Linked DNA regions of Mus musculus: regions 2, 3 and 4 are each linked to region 1. Evidence: chromatin contacts called from public Hi-C and HiChIP or PLAC-seq data. All regions are on one chromosome and are shown on one strand. The core of a region is the stretch at or near the end of the contact, and the rest is flanking DNA. Distances in the headings are between cores, read along the strand shown. Region 1 overlaps Tbc1d9 (TBC1 domain family, member 9). Region 2 holds the start of Scoc (short coiled-coil protein). Region 3 overlaps Rnf150 (ring finger protein 150). Region 4 has its middle 62 kb from the start of Tbc1d9.

What was found. Hi-C and Micro-C count contacts between places; a contact is called where the count stands out from the background. HiChIP or PLAC-seq counts read pairs in DNA pulled down with a chosen protein or histone mark.
Region 2: an H3K27ac HiChIP or PLAC-seq map of microglia shows a contact between it and region 1, with 4 times the contacts expected there. The contact joins the promoter of Scoc here to the enhancer-like site in region 1. A contact is called at or near these places in 19 of 39 promoter capture datasets (the 3T3-L1 cell line, 3T3-L1-derived adipocytes, the C10 cell line and 13 more), 1 of 15 datasets of contacts at CTCF or cohesin (large pre-B cells), 17 of 484 Hi-C or Micro-C datasets (the C10 cell line, the G1E-ER4 cell line, LSK cells and 13 more), 7 of 115 datasets of contacts at active chromatin or transcription factors (bone marrow-derived macrophages, embryonic stem cells, forebrain and 3 more) and 5 of 9 other capture datasets (adipose tissue, embryonic stem cells, liver and 2 more).
Region 3: an H3K4me3 HiChIP or PLAC-seq map of bone marrow-derived macrophages shows a contact between it and region 1, with 2.9 times the contacts expected there. The contact joins two enhancer-like sites. A contact is called at or near these places in 23 of 484 Hi-C or Micro-C datasets (B cells, the C10 cell line, bone marrow-derived dendritic cells and 13 more), 4 of 115 datasets of contacts at active chromatin or transcription factors (bone marrow-derived dendritic cells, bone marrow-derived macrophages, embryonic stem cells and 1 more) and 2 of 9 other capture datasets (adipose tissue and embryonic stem cells).
Region 4: a contact with region 1 is called in a Hi-C map of bone marrow-derived macrophages, with 50 read pairs. The contact joins two enhancer-like sites. A contact is called at or near these places in 2 of 15 datasets of contacts at CTCF or cohesin (large pre-B cells and pro-B cells), 60 of 484 Hi-C or Micro-C datasets (B cells, the C10 cell line, the C2C12 cell line and 33 more), 6 of 115 datasets of contacts at active chromatin or transcription factors (bone marrow-derived dendritic cells, bone marrow-derived macrophages, embryonic stem cells and 2 more) and 3 of 9 other capture datasets (adipose tissue, embryonic stem cells and liver).

The regions. Positions count from the first base shown.
Region 1 is chr8:83,242,680-83,246,286 of GRCm38.p6, forward strand. All of the region lies in intron 9 of Tbc1d9 (TBC1 domain family, member 9), which reads left to right. Among named protein-coding and RNA genes, the nearest start is that of Gm42027, 22 kb to the left of the region's middle. Within about 2 kb of position 1,697, at least 24 of the 459 cell types and tissues checked have an H3K27ac peak or open chromatin away from gene starts, as enhancers often do. A contact at or near this core is called in adipose tissue, bone marrow-derived macrophages, hematopoietic stem and progenitor cells and 1 more, where this site is marked.
Region 2 is chr8:83,441,068-83,444,674 of GRCm38.p6, forward strand. It overlaps Scoc (short coiled-coil protein), which reads right to left and starts at 1,595. Exons shown (of 4, transcript NM_019708.4): 1 at 1,355-1,595.
Region 3 is chr8:83,084,969-83,088,575 of GRCm38.p6, forward strand. Rnf150 (ring finger protein 150) reads left to right here. Exons shown (of 7, transcript NM_177378.4): 7 at 1-3,607. Among named protein-coding and RNA genes, the nearest start is that of Tbc1d9, 79 kb to the right of the region's middle. Within about 2 kb of position 1,858, at least 47 of the 459 cell types and tissues checked have an H3K27ac peak or open chromatin away from gene starts, as enhancers often do. A contact at or near this core is called in bone marrow-derived macrophages and microglia, where this site is marked.
Region 4 is chr8:83,101,561-83,105,167 of GRCm38.p6, forward strand. No RefSeq gene overlaps it. Among named protein-coding and RNA genes, the nearest start is that of Tbc1d9, 62 kb to the right of the region's middle. Within about 2 kb of position 1,956, at least 49 of the 459 cell types and tissues checked have an H3K27ac peak or open chromatin away from gene starts, as enhancers often do. A contact at or near this core is called in adipose tissue, bone marrow-derived macrophages, hematopoietic stem and progenitor cells and 1 more, where this site is marked.

The DNA of each region.
Region 1 (3,607 bases), core at 447-2,946:
GAGCCGAGAGCAGTGCTGCAGGGTGACCGGGGCTGAGAGCAGTGAGGCGGGGTGAGGGCTGAGAGCAGTGCGGCAGGGTGACAGGGGCTTCCTTCCAGCCTCCTTCCGAAGCGCAGCCAAAGTCCTTTGGGATAAGATACCCAAATCACCAGGTTCTGGAGTCAATAGTATCTTCCTTCACAGGGGAGTTTCCAAGGTCAACTGTTCCTATTCTCCAATGCGGTGGTTTCTTCTGTGTCTCTAGTGAGGCTGTTGAGGGGGAGGGAACAGGATCTGAAGTAGACGTGTAATACTTTGTGAGTTGAAGATCTGTTTCCTCCTGGCAATGTTGACTTCATCGAGAATCCTTCAGTGGGACTGGTTATGTTTTCTTTGGAGATGGGAATACACGACTCTCTGCTCACCCCAGCTAGGGCACCAGTGGCCGACTAGAATTCACTGAAGTCTACTTAGTGAACCAATGAGCTCTAGTAGGCTTCTTTGTTCAAGCATGGGTGAGAGGATACTTACAGGAGCATGGATCACTTACTGGCCTCTAAACCATGGAAGAAAGGTCTCCCAGAGAGGAGTGACAGCCATTAACACTACTCTCTGTCCTCAGGGCATGCTTTCTGAGACAGACAGACAGACAGACAGACAGACAGACACACACACACACACACACACACACACACACACACACACACCACATAATAGAGGCTAACTTATTAACTAGGCAAGATAAGATATTAATAAACTGGTAAAATTGAGCCATTATAACAATATACCACAATAAAAGTCATCTAAAATGGTGAGCTAATTTCTGTGATTTTTCTACTCGATTTTTTTTTCTCTTTTTAATATTTCAGTCATTTCAGAGAAGCCACTCCTATTTTCTGGAAACATCTAGTGCAGCCCAGGAATCTTTGTACCCCAGTCATCAGCGTCTACCTTTGGCTATCACCAATCTTCATTTTAATTGTTGCTTTAGCTGGATTGAGAAGGAAATGTTACCAGTCTAACTCAGTCCGTGGGAGGAGTTTTTTTATTTGAACCTACAGATGGCCCTACCCAAGTACCTTTATCATATTTTTTTCCTTAAAAGCAAATGATATTGAAACTTAAAAATAAAGTCACTTGGCTTACAAGAAAGCCTTAACACTTGTAGACCTTTCTGAAAGTAGACATAAGTGGTGAAATTGACTCTCATGAGATATATCTAAAAAAATAAGAGGCTCAGATCCTAGAAATAAAATTAAAGATAGTAATTGTTTTATCTATTTTGTGTAAAGTTGGTTTGTTTGATTCCCGCCCCTCCCCATTTCACTGTGTAGACCAGACCCAGGTCCTCCCTGAAATGTTAAATGTGAGCTGGGCATGGGTGTAGATTTTTGTAATCCTAAAACTGGGGAGGATGAGGCAGGACACTCTACAAGTTTGAGGCCAGCCTGGGCTACCTAGTGAGTACAACACTAACCTGGGCTGCTTAAAAAGACGCTATTTCAGAAAACACAAAGTAATGCTCAAATTTGAGCCTTGTGCACTCTAACTACATCCGAGAAGACCGTTGTTATAGAGGGTTCCCTTTCTTGGTTTCCCTTACTCTACCCTGTGTTTCAGGAACTGGTCACCTTGGCAACCAGATCCAAAGTGCTGACAGTACAGGAAAAGTTCCTTTCTCTCCTTCAGTTTAGAACTTATTTATAGCCACATTTTAGATTTAAACGAATTCACCAAGAAACCAGCACACAGCAGCTGCACCTAGCCCACTGACGTAGACAGACGTGGGCAGAGGGTTCTATTCGGTGTTTTGTTTAAAGAGGAGGCTGTCTGTGACCAAAGGGTCTACACACTATCCTTTGTTGGGTATATGTCCACATACCCATGGGTGTGTTGATGTGGGAACCAGCCTGCCCGTAGAGGTGGTCCAGTTTCTGGTTGAGAAGTCCATGTTGAGATCTGTCTGTTTTTCGTGACCTAAAGGCTGCTGCAGGTCTGGACTCTGGACCTACTGATGTCAAGTTCTGACTGTGTCCATGGAGGGCAAAGCAGCCAGTGTCAGTCTGCCTGTGACTGTCAGGCATAAGGACTGGGCCAACCACTGATTTGCTGACACTGCTCTGTAAAGTGAAATGTAAATGTTTACTTTGTCATTCTGCACATATTTTACCGTTTTTATTTTATTTTATTTTATTTTATTTTATTTTATTTTATTTTATTTTATCTTATTTTATTGGTTTTTGAGACAGGGGTTTTCTGTGTAGCCTAGCTGTCCTTGAACTTTGTCTGTAGACCAGGCTGGCCTTGAACTCACAAAGATCCGCCTCCCAAGTCTCTGCCTCCCAAGTGCTGAGATTAAATGTGTGTGCCACCACTTCCTGGCTACTGTTCATTTTAAATTAAACATCTTTTGAGAATGACTCAGGATTTACCAATGTGTACACAACGTAGTGATCTAGTATATATTCACAAATCACATCGTTGTCGGCACGGCTACTTTTACACTATTGTCACCTTGCTCCGTGCCATTGGTCAGTTATTCTTCATTTCCCATCAAGACTCCTCCTAGCTGTGGGTGCCTGGTGACCTACTTCCTGTCCCTGTGGATTGTCTACTGTAGACATCTTATGTGGATGAAACCAGTTTTCAGTATTTCGTGACCGACTTCCACATAGGATAACGTTTGCCGGTTTCAAGCGTGCTGCACCCTGTATCCACGTTGCACTCCTGTTTAGGGCCCAGAGCTGCACTTCATGCCTATATCCATTGTTGAACAGTTTAGGCTGTTCCCCTGTCTACCCTGGTATCATTGCTAGGACTGTTGAGTTGTGCCTTTTGGATACGTTTGTGAACGTGGGAGTAGGATTTCTGGCCTTTCTATTGACCCCATGCTTTACCTTCTAAGCAACCCCTGGGGGGTTGGCCAGGCAGTTGCATCTTGTCACATCCCCACTGTTGAGGGGACAGTCCAGTTTTTTCACATCCCCGCTGGTACTTACTGCCTCTGCTATCACTGTCCTTGTGGGTGTGAAGTGCTTTTAAAGTTGAGGCTTGGGTTTAGGGAGTTTATTTCTGTTGGCTTGATTAGGTTATTTGTTTTCATTGACTATAATATTTTAATTTATTCTTTGAGAATTTCATACATGTATAAATTGTACCTTGATCATATTCACCCTTCCTCCCCTTCAACTTGGGCCTATCACCACCAGGTTATTACTAACCCCAACTCTCAGTTTCATGTCTTGTTTTTCTTCCTTCCTTCCTTTCTCCCTCCTTCCGTTCTTCTATTCCTCCCCTCCTCCCTCCCTACCTCCCTCCCTGCCTCTCTGCGTCCTTCCCTGCCTTCCTATAACCATACCTGAGTCCGGTTAGTGTTGCCTGCAGGTAGGCATGCTATGGCTGTACGTTGTGATGTGGTCAGTATACCAGAGGCCACACCCCTGAAGAAAGATGACTCTTCTCGCTCCAGCTGCTGTCTATTGTCAGTGGGGGCTTGGTGAGCTTCTGTCAAGTCCAGAAGACCCCTTTTGACAGCAGTGCTCCTTAACCATAACAGCCTGTCTCTCCTTGTTCTGTGTTGTTCCCTGAGCCTTGGGAGTTGACACCTTGGTTTGGGGTTCGGATGCTC
Region 2 (3,607 bases), core at 345-2,844, 200 kb after region 1:
GTTCTGGGAATTTAATACATCCAGCTATGTGTTTGTGTACTTAGTAAGTATTCAACAGATGTTAACAGACCTTCTCATCTCTACTCTCTTGTTTTGACCACAGAAGAAACTTTAGAAAAATCATGTGGCCAAAGGCCTCATATTAGAACTCCTGGCCTAATCTGAGAGTGGCTTAATTCACATCACAGTAGTCCATCCAGAATCAAGGATATAGTCAATGTCCACTCTGCTTTTCCCATCATTCCACCTCGGCTGGCCTTAACATCTCAGATATGAGTTTGACATTTCCCTAATATCCTTTCAAACTCAACCACCAGACTTCTCTTGAACCTGCAATTAATGTTTTCCATCCATCATCCACTCACCAGCAATAGTTTTTTAAATTTAAAAGTCCAATGCACTACAGGAATGCACTGAACACTTTACATATATAGTTTTATCACAACAGAAAGAAAATGCAATTCACAGATGTGGATACTAAGCCTTATAAAGGCTAGAGGCCTTGCCTCATGTTTCATAGCCAAGATATTATTAAGGTCCTAAACTGAGTTTGAAAAACTCAACTCCTTTGGCGTTTCCACAAACAAAACAAATATAAAATTTCATCTGCATCCACTCCAGTGTGATGTTTCTAATCTGTTCATGTTCTGCTTTGACATTTTAGGGCTTTCAAAATCGATGGAAATCGAGGAACTACATCGTCAATAAGGATCAAACTTAAGTTAGATCCCCGGGGAGCTAGCTGCATCCAGTTTAATCATTGGAGCATACAGACACTAGGATTCCTACGCACAGCTTTGAGTCGCAGAAACGGATAACGGTTTGGGGACCTCTGTCCTTCTGGCTATTGCGACGTCTGTCTCTGGTGGTGTAACAGAAACCTTGGCTTTTCGGGAAACTATGATTTCTCCTTCCCAAACCTTACTCCTCAATATTTGTTCCGCAGGACGCCTGAGAAAAGCTGACAAAGAAACAAACCCAGGTTCTAGCAAAGACGTCCCACCCCAGACATGCACGGGCCACCACGCCTGCAAAGCAATCCTAGCACTCGAGAGGCTGAAGCAGAAGAATTGCGGCGAACTGGAAGGTAGCTCGGGCAGCAGAGCGTCTTCTCCTACTACCCGGTCCCATCGCACCCCCACGGCGTCCCGGTCCCGCACCGCCGGGCTCTTCCCACTGAGCCCGCGGCGTGGGGCCGGGAAGGTGGCTGCGCAGCGCTCGGCGGGATGTCGGGCCTCGCGGCGCCGCAATCCAGCACCCAGGCCGCCGCCCGGGTTCCCGTTCCATCCCGCCCCGCCCCACAGGGCCTCGGCGGTCTCCCAGGCCCAGCCCTCGCCGCCCCGAGCCGCCTCACCTTGCGTCTGAAGCGCCGGGAAGAGGCGGGATGGGTAGGAAGCCTCAGGCCGCGCGGCTCTCCGACCAACTGACAGCGTCAGCCCCGCCCTTCCCGCCCACGGAGCGTGCGCCGAGCGAGGAGGCGTCCTCCCACCAATCCTAACTGGAAATTGCACGCCTGCGCACTGGCTGCTGGACGCCTCGACAGGCCTGTGGCAGAGCACCGGGGTCCACCTTTGCCCTAACAAAAGGGCATTGACGACCAATCAGGATTTTTGGGCGTGTCCTAAAAAAGCAGCGACCAATCACGGCGCAGAAGAGAAGATGCGCCTAAGAAAGCGGTCCTCGCTGAGCATCTTTTGTCTCGCCAGGAACCTGGAAAGTGGGGTGGAAAGTCACTCTAGGTTAAAAAAAGAGAGACGGGGAGAGAGGGAGGGAAACAGAGACAGAATTTCTGGAAATTGCCGTGACCAGACTCTAGGAGAGAGATATTTCGTTCACATTCAAGAACAGAGTGAGCAGAACAGTGCAGCGCCCTCCCCCCTCGATTCTAAAAGCACGGTTTCCTTTTTCCCCACTTCTAAAATTAGATAACGCACAAAGCATATACCATTAATGGATGTTTCTCTTCGTACCCCATATTCAGGACAATTTTTAAACTTCCGTTCACCCGACCACGTCATGATTCCTTAGATCAGCAGTCTCCTGATCTCAGTCTCAGAAAACCCAAGGCTTAATTAAAATTGTGTTTCTTATTCAAGTGTACATGTACAATGCCAGACTTTGGGTTGCTAGGTGATTTTCGTGACACTTCATTATAACCTAACCTTTGAAACAAGTATCTTGCTGTTAGCGGTCAGTGACCACAGTATATTCTTACCTGCAAAGCATTCTTGCTTTGACTTTATCAAAACCTCTGAGCTGTAGAGGCCAGCTTACAAATACTTTCTTCTTGGCTTTTCTTTCTTATATAAGGTTCTATTTTTAATTGCATGAATATGTAGCGGTGTGTATGTACTTGCTTGTGCCTGTGCAAGGTGCCTGCAGATGCCAGAAGAGGGAATCAGACCCCTGGGATTGGGGTTACAGGTGGCTGTGAACCATTTGGTGAGGATGATGAGAACTCAACTCAGCTTCCCGTGAAAGAGCAATAAGTACTGTTAACTTCTGAGCCATTTCTACAACTCCCGGGTATCTTAAACCAATCAAGCAGGATTTGCTAACACGTGACCGTAATCCTTTATAAATAAAGTACCTACCATTTAGTGTTTGAGACGAAAGTATTAGGCTTGGACTACAATTCAGGATTTGAAGGAAGGAGAATATGGGAAGAGAGGGAAACCCCAGGTAACGCTAAGAGGAGTGCCAACAAAATAGAATGAATATGGGCAACATTCAAAGAAGGATGGGATTTTCCAAGATAGTGAAGAACACACTTTCTTTTCAAATGCACATGGGCCAGTCATAGAAATGGGCCTGAAAATTTGTTTTTGGTTTTAATTTTTTATTGTATGTATATTTTACTTGCATTTATTTCTCTGAAACACTTGGGTACCTGGTGCCTGAGGACGCCAGAAAAGAGTGTTGGATCTCCTGGAACTGGAGTTACAGACATTGTGAGCTGCCATGTATGTAGGCGCTGGAAATTGAACCTGGATCCTCTGGAAAAGCTGCCAGTGCTCTTAACTGCTGAACTATCTCTCCAACCCCTTCTTTTTTTTTTAATTATATGTATGTGTATATGTATGTATATGTGTGTGTGCATGTGTGCCAGTGTGCACATGAGTGATGAGCCCTCTGAACCCAAACAGGGTGTTATCTGATTCTCTGGAGCTGGAGTTACAAACTTTTGTGAGCCATGCAGCATTGGTGCTATGACCCAAACTTGTGTTCTCTACATAGGAACAGTTCTTGATCACCTCTCCAGCCCCCCAACTGATCTGTTGCCTGAAAAGAAACATCAATAAATTTAGAATAGCTTACACAGTTGGAATCATACAAATTATTTTCTCTGCCTACCTAGAAATTAAGTTTGAAATCAAGAAGAGATATTTTGAAATTCCTGAATAACTGGAAATTAAAATACATACTTCAAGCAAACTGTGAGTCATGGGGTCAGTCGTGGAAAAATATTTTAATTAGGTTTAAATATGAACATATCAAAAATATTTTAATTAATGTGAACATACCAACATATTTAATTAAGTTTAAATGTAAACATCAAAATGTGTGGATGCAGCTGAAGGAATGCTTAGGAACTTTTTTTTTTTAC
Region 3 (3,607 bases), core at 608-3,107, 160 kb before region 1:
TCCTCCTCCTCCTCCTCCTCCTCCTCCCTAGCAGTTGGCAAGGTCATACAGAGCAGGGATTATCAGGAAAGCAAGCTCTTCCCACTGAGCTGTATTTATGTATTTGATTTGAGCTTTTCCACCTCATTACACTAATATCTTTCAAACATTCGTGAGCTGTAAATCCATGCTGCCCACTGGAATTTTGAGTCCAGGGCGATGGAATTCTCCACTGCTCCTTTTCCTTCCTTCCTTCCTTCCTTCCTCCCTCCCTCCCTCCCTCCCTCCCTCCCTCCCTCCCTTCCTTCCTTCCTTCCTTTCTTTCTACTTTTAATGCATTCCTATTCGATGGTAGAGAGCAAGGCAAGGAAAATGATAACAAGCTTCAGAAAAATCACCTCTGTCAAAGGTCTAGCACATCCCATAATTAATGCCCGCCTCCAAGGCCTGAGATGCTTCGTAGCGAGGAAGCAGGTGAGTGCTAAACCAGACTCTCTCCAATGAAGTTTCGAAGATGAGTCTCACTGTCCCCTCTGTCTCAGGTGACACATCTGCACTTCTCCAGGGGGGATCTGTGTTGTGAAAACAACTGAGTCACAAAGGAAATTTTAATATTTAGTCTAATGACATTGGGGTAATTCAACAACAAGAGAAATACAAAATTACATTGCATGACCAGACAGAAAAAGATCTGGTAGGTGTTTTCTGGCCAGTGGCCAGGTAAACGCTGATTATATAAGCAAGTCCTTGACCTAATACCCTACAGGATGCTAAGGAGCCCAAGAGGCCCACCCTTAGCCTGTTGATCTGACTCCAAGGAGACCCTGTGGCAAACTCCCTGAGCCTTTGACAGTCTCTGCTTACCAAAGAGTTTTGAAGGGCTTCCCTGTGACCTTCATGGCAAAAGAAAGATTAAAAGAAAGTTTTTCCTCTTGAGATAACTGGCAAAGCTCTTACTATAGACATTGCTGCTGCCTTCCGTGATGAGGAGGCCCTGACCTGAGGACCCAGTGAGCCACACGTGGCTATGCAGCCCAGGAGTGCCCACTGACTATGCATTTACAGGCATGCATTTTTCTGGAGCAAGTGGTGCACCAACTCTGTCCAACAGAAATACAGCCCAAGTCACATGCATTTTTTTTTCTAACTCCCGATAGCCACATTTTAAGAAGCAAAAAGGAAACAGGTGGAAATTATTTAATAGCAGTTTAATCTAATATTATTATTGTTTTGATGTGCAAATGATGTAGGGTGTCAGGAAAACATTTTCCTCTATTCTTTGTTACCTATTCTAAATCTGCTGTCTTTTACACGCCCAGCACATCATCATTATTACTAGCCACAGTTCAAGCTTTCCGTAGCCACATGTGCCTAGTGGCCACCAGCCGGGCAGCACAGCCCAAGAAATGTTCCAGAATCCTTACAAGTGCTCTCCTGACTGTGACAGGAGAAAAAGGATAAGATTACCTCAGGTTTTCCCCAAAAGAAAAACAGACTTTAGCCAAGTTACCTAAGGAGACAGCCAGGGATGTTCTTATTCCATAAGTAATAGCGGTTCAAATAGCCTTTATCAACTTTCTAAACACAGTGTCCACTGTCCTCAGCAACTGTTGCTTCTCTGACGAGCTGTTTGTTAAAAAACAACAAGACAACCAACCATGCTGATTTGGTGCTGAAATAAAATTACACCCTCACTTTTATGACAAACCCTGAGACTCATGTGAGAGACTTACACCCCTCACTTCTATGACTAATCCCAAGACTCTTAATGTGACACTTAGCCAAAGAGAATTTACCTCAACCCATAGTTCTTCATCCCTGTGGCTGCCCCGTTCTAAAGCAGTAGAACTCAGAGACAGGAAAGGCGCAGGAAACCGCAGGCCGAGCCACATACCCGGTCTGTGTGGCATTGCCGAGAAAGGATCTCTGAGCTTGTGGCCATCCAGCCTCTATGTGGTGAATGGCGAGCAGCTTTCTCTTCAGCTTTGTCCAAGGTTGAGAGAGGAAAAGAGCCCTGAACTCCCTCAGAGTCACTTTCAGAATGGCTTCCTCCTGCGTGGTTAATCCTTCTAAAGGGCTGCTGCCTCCTAAGAACAGCCTTGGGTCTGGCAGGGCCTTCAAGGTCAGTTCTGGTCACACACCCAAGGGATGGATATAGTATGGAGACAGGAGATGATAAGGTATCAGAGGCAATCAGGCAGTGGTGGCTCACACCTTTGAACCCAGCACTCAGGCAGGTGGATCTCAGTGAGTTTGAGGTCAGCCCGGTCTATGAAGCAAGTTCTGGGACAGCTACAGAGACAAATACTGGGTGGAGGCAGGGGCAGAGGTGGGGAGGAGTACCAGAGGCACCTAGCTATTTCAACATTGTGTGTGACATCCTGGCCATGGAAGCAAGTCTCTCTCCAGAGATTTGTTGTTGTTGTTGTTGTTGTTGTTGTTGTTGTTGTTGTTGCTTTAACATTTTCATCTGTGGGTATTCAAGGGTCTAGCCTGTTAAGAATGGCTGTGCCCAGTGGCCATTTTCTTTACAGCCCAGACATTCCTGGGACTACAACACTTCCAGAACCAAAAGAGAACATCAGTCTGCCTAAGATTCTTGGTGTAAGCTTAGTTGGTGCTGAAGTAGATTGCATAAGCATTTAATGGCATTTAGTTGTCCACTGAATGCATATCCTTGGCTGAACACCATGAAAATTACCAAATAAAAACTTTCAAAAATTTTAGGAAAGATCATCATGCAATCTACAAAGAGAAGGTCCAGTCTCTGCAGTGCTGAGGTACTGAGGCCAGGGAGATGATGTCCTGTAGAAGAAAAAAAAAAAAATTAAATGTATGAGTTGCTCTATCTGCATGTACACCTGCAAGCCAGAAGAGGGCATCAGATCCCAGATACAGATGGTTGTGAGTCCCCAGGTAGTTACTAGGAATTGAACTCAGGACCTCTAGAAGAGCAGTCAGTGCTCTTAACCACTGAGCCATTTCACCAGCCCCCATAGCATTCTTAATTTCCCTTCCCTTCCTTGCACACACACACACACACACACACACACACACACACACACACACACACACACTTTCCCTATCTTACACCCCATTTCCTTAAACCCTGTTCCTTGGTCCCCTCCTAATAGGCCACATTCGCACAAGAGCAGGATTTGCGTGACCTGTTTCTGCCATCTTCCCAGGGTCCTTAACATTTAGCAAGCCATGCTTCTTGGAAAGAACGTACGGCAAAGAGGAGCAGAGGCACTGCCCTTCAAAGACTGGGCTGCCTGATTTCCTGAGCAGTATTTCTGTCCATTTTGGGAGAGGACGGAGGAGCAGGGGTGATGGCTGAATTTCACAAGGGAAACGACCAGTACCCTGAAGGACATCCACAGCAGGCAAGATCCCAGATCAAAGCAGGGTGAGCTAAGGAGAAAGTCTATGTGGAAAACTGCCCCTCCCCTGGGCTCGGAACTTACCAATGAGTCCCAGGGAGAGCAGGTGTTGAAGGGAGTCAATAGTCATGAGTTAAAACGTCTTGATTGTGAAGAAGATTGGGATACTTGGCTCCCAACAGCAGGCCTTTCTCAGGAGGGTCAGACAGTGCTAGTTAAAATCTTGTAGATAGGGAACTATTTTA
Region 4 (3,607 bases), core at 706-3,205, 140 kb before region 1:
AACTGGGAAGCATAGCATTTAAATGCTAACTAAACATTAAGAAAAAAATAGAAAAGAATAATAAGAGGACATATATTTTAAAAAATTAACATTTTCACTGGGCAGCAGTGGCAACACATCTTTACTCCCAGCACTTGGGAGGCAGAGGTAGGCAGATCTCTGAGTTCAAGGCCAGTCTGGTCTACAGAGTGAGTTCTAGAACAGCCAGGGCTACACAGAGAAACCCTGTCAAAAACAAAAACAAAACAAAAAACAAGACAAAAACACCTTGCCACCTTCAAGGCAGATCATCGGAAGTATCTCAAGATGCCTGTGCAGATGGGGACATTGCACTGGATGAGAGAAAACTGGAACACTGTGATTGACTAGGTCAAGGCTGGAAAAAGCAAGTCCTGACTCAGCTCAGCCTCTCCTGTGTCTGATGCTCATGAGAGCAGCCTGCCTGGCAGACCTGGAACTGAGGTGATCCAACTACAGAAAGTTCACATTTGCCAATCTGTTGTCCATGGAGGTCTCTAAGTGACTCTTACACCCTCCTAACAGAATGTCACTAATATTTAAAAGTATCCTTGCTGTCTACTAAAATCCAATCTCCTAAAACTGTATTACACATTTCTTGTTCCAAACATGAAATTAGCCTTATCTCTAAAAAGTGGTATGTGGAGATGCAGGCTGGGGCAGTCACTGATCTAGGCTTTTCTATAGTGCACACATTTTTATTTATGGAAGAGAGGAAGGATAGAAGAAAGGAGAGAGGGCACAGGGAAAGAGAGCAAGAAAAGCTACCTCATGACTTTATACTGATACTTCAGGTTAAAACTTAGTTCTCTGTTCAGACTCTTCCCTGCAGCAACCCTGCTTCCCATTCCTGTTAGGAAGAGAACTCCAGGGCACAGAATGGTGAGACAGAAGCGCCCATGATTACCCATTCTGTGCCACATCTACAACAAGCACTTGGGTTTCAGAGTTTACCATGACAATGACAAAACCCCTCCCCACACCCCACAGTGAAAGTGAAGTCAGAGGCTTTTAGCTTCTTCTGAAGGAATCTCTAGCCAAATGGAGTTGAGTCTGTGACTTTTGCCCTTCTACAGAAGTGCAGGCTGCTTTCTGCAAAGCGGAATCAAGTTATTCAGACAAAACTCAGTTTTGCAATTGGCATATGGATGGATGTGTGTGTGTGTATGTGTGTGATTTTAAGTATACAATTCTATTATATATTATATAACTATAATTTAATTGTCAAGCAAAGCCATTTGTCGTCAAAATGGATTGGGCATGACGTCACCTTCCTTTGATCTCAGCAAAGGAAAGGCAGAGGCTGGATCTCTATACATCGGAGGCCAGCCTGGTATGCATAATCAGATCTGCTTTGATTATCCTCGTGTGTGTGTGTGTGTGTGTGTGTGTGTGTGTGTACACAGTTCAATATTAAAACCTGAAATTTTACATTGTCCACCATTATAAACATCAAGGGCTTTAACTAAAGGATTGTGTTAAGAAGTCAGAAGAACATTCAGAGCAATGGGAGGAAGACATAAGTGAGAACAAAAATTAAACCAAAAGCTGAGGTTAGCCACGGTAGCTTCACTTCCCATAAACACTTCCTTTGCAAGGCCTGGAGAGTTTACAGCATCGAACTTCCCTGAGTGCTTGAAGAAAGCAGTTGCTGCTTCCCAGCGTCTCCTCATGCTTCACAGGATAAAGTAGAGAGCAGATGATTTGGCTCCAATTAGACTCAACTCAGACCACCAGGCGACCCAGGCTTCATTAGCGGCCTGCTCACCCTGCCCCTGCAGAGACTCATTAGAACAATGAAAACTAGACTGCTGGACAGACGAGAGGAAGAACTGTGGCATGGGAGAGAGCCACGACTCCATTCATCACTGACCCATTGGCATAAGAGCCAGCCATGACTACATTCATCACCAACACACTTGGCATTTGTGAATCACTTCTCATTTCTTAGTCGCAGGAACAAATTAAACCCAATTTCCTTGCTGGGACTAGTAGCCACAGTAAGGGCCTGGGCAGTTTTCTCGGCATCATTATTCCTTCAGAAAAATCATCCAGTCTGGTGTGGTGTCATATACCTGTAATCCCTGGACTCTAGAGGCAGAAGCAGGAGGATTGCCACAAATAACAAGTTCCAAGCCATCCAGGCCTACACAGCAAGAACTTCTTTATTTTAGATTAATTATTTATTTATTTTATATGTATAGGTTTGCTCATATGTATGTCTGTGCACCACATGCATCGAAAAAGGGTGTTAGATCACCTGGAACTGGAATTAGAGACAGTTATAAGCCACCATGTGGGCACTGAGAATCGAACCTGGGTCTTCTACAAGAGCAATGAATGTTCTTAATGCTACTCTTATGTTTGCTCGCATAAGCATTTCCTAAACAACAACATAGGACCTAAATGGGAAGCCTGACATGATGGGGCTCACTTCATTTCTCAATTACTATTAGCTGAGTACAGTAGGAGACACACATAGCTCTAGACTTATGTCTCGAGATATAGCAGAAGCACACACAATAGAGACAAGAAGTAAATTATCCACATATTACCAGGCAGTAAGTCACATATACAAAAAAACAGAAATGAAACCAGCCAGTCATGCTAACACATGACTATAACACAAACTCTCAGAAGGCAGAAGTAGGGAAAGATCGCTTCCAGTTTTAGGCTAGCCTGGGCTTACATAGAGAATTCAAGGCAGCCCTGTACTGGATTATTTAGCAATACTCTGGAAAAAAAAAAAGACATCAGAGAGGGAATCTAGGAGGTAGGTGTGAGAATGCACTTATATTTGTCAACACTGCTTCAGGGCAGTCAAAGTGAGTGGGTGATCAGAGACAAGACCTAGGACAATGACTTTCAGGATAGTAAACCTCCTGCTAATGGCTAACAGGCTCCCCAGCACCGCCATGATTATGCAACCAGAGTATAGGATCTGTGGTATTCTCTCTAAACCAACAGAGAAACCATTTCAAACCCAAAAGGAAAATAATGACTGCAACACATTCTCCAATGAGCAAAGATCTTCCTGCCTTCCCCATTTGTTACCTGGGCCTGGCCCATGGAATGTGTTCAGTTGTTCAGTGATTGGCCAAATGATTACCTGGCTCATACACATAAAGCCAAACTCAAAACAAGTAAGCAATACCCTGAACTCTTTGTGTCTTGGCAGAGCTCTGCCTTTCTGCCCTGTTCATTAGGATCAGGATGCCCAGAACAGAGACAAGGGAGACAAGGATATGCTTGAGGAAGCCTCTTTAGGTGGTGGCCCCTATGCAATGTCAGTATCTCCACTCAGCTGGAATCTTTTGCCTAAGCAGTTCTTGGGACATCTGCTCTGTGTTATCCAGGGTTACACTCTAGAGATATCTGCATTTGTCATGGTCTCCTCCTATACAATGTATATTCCGCTTATAATTATAAGAACTTTATTAGATTGGCTCACACAATCTGTGCCACAATGACTATCTGCGCAATGGAGAAGCAGAGAATTCTGTAACTGCTTGGCCCTAGAAGTTGGAAGCTTGAGAACAAAATTGAAAAATGATGCTGTCCCAGTCTGAGATTTAATGCCTGGAAGCAT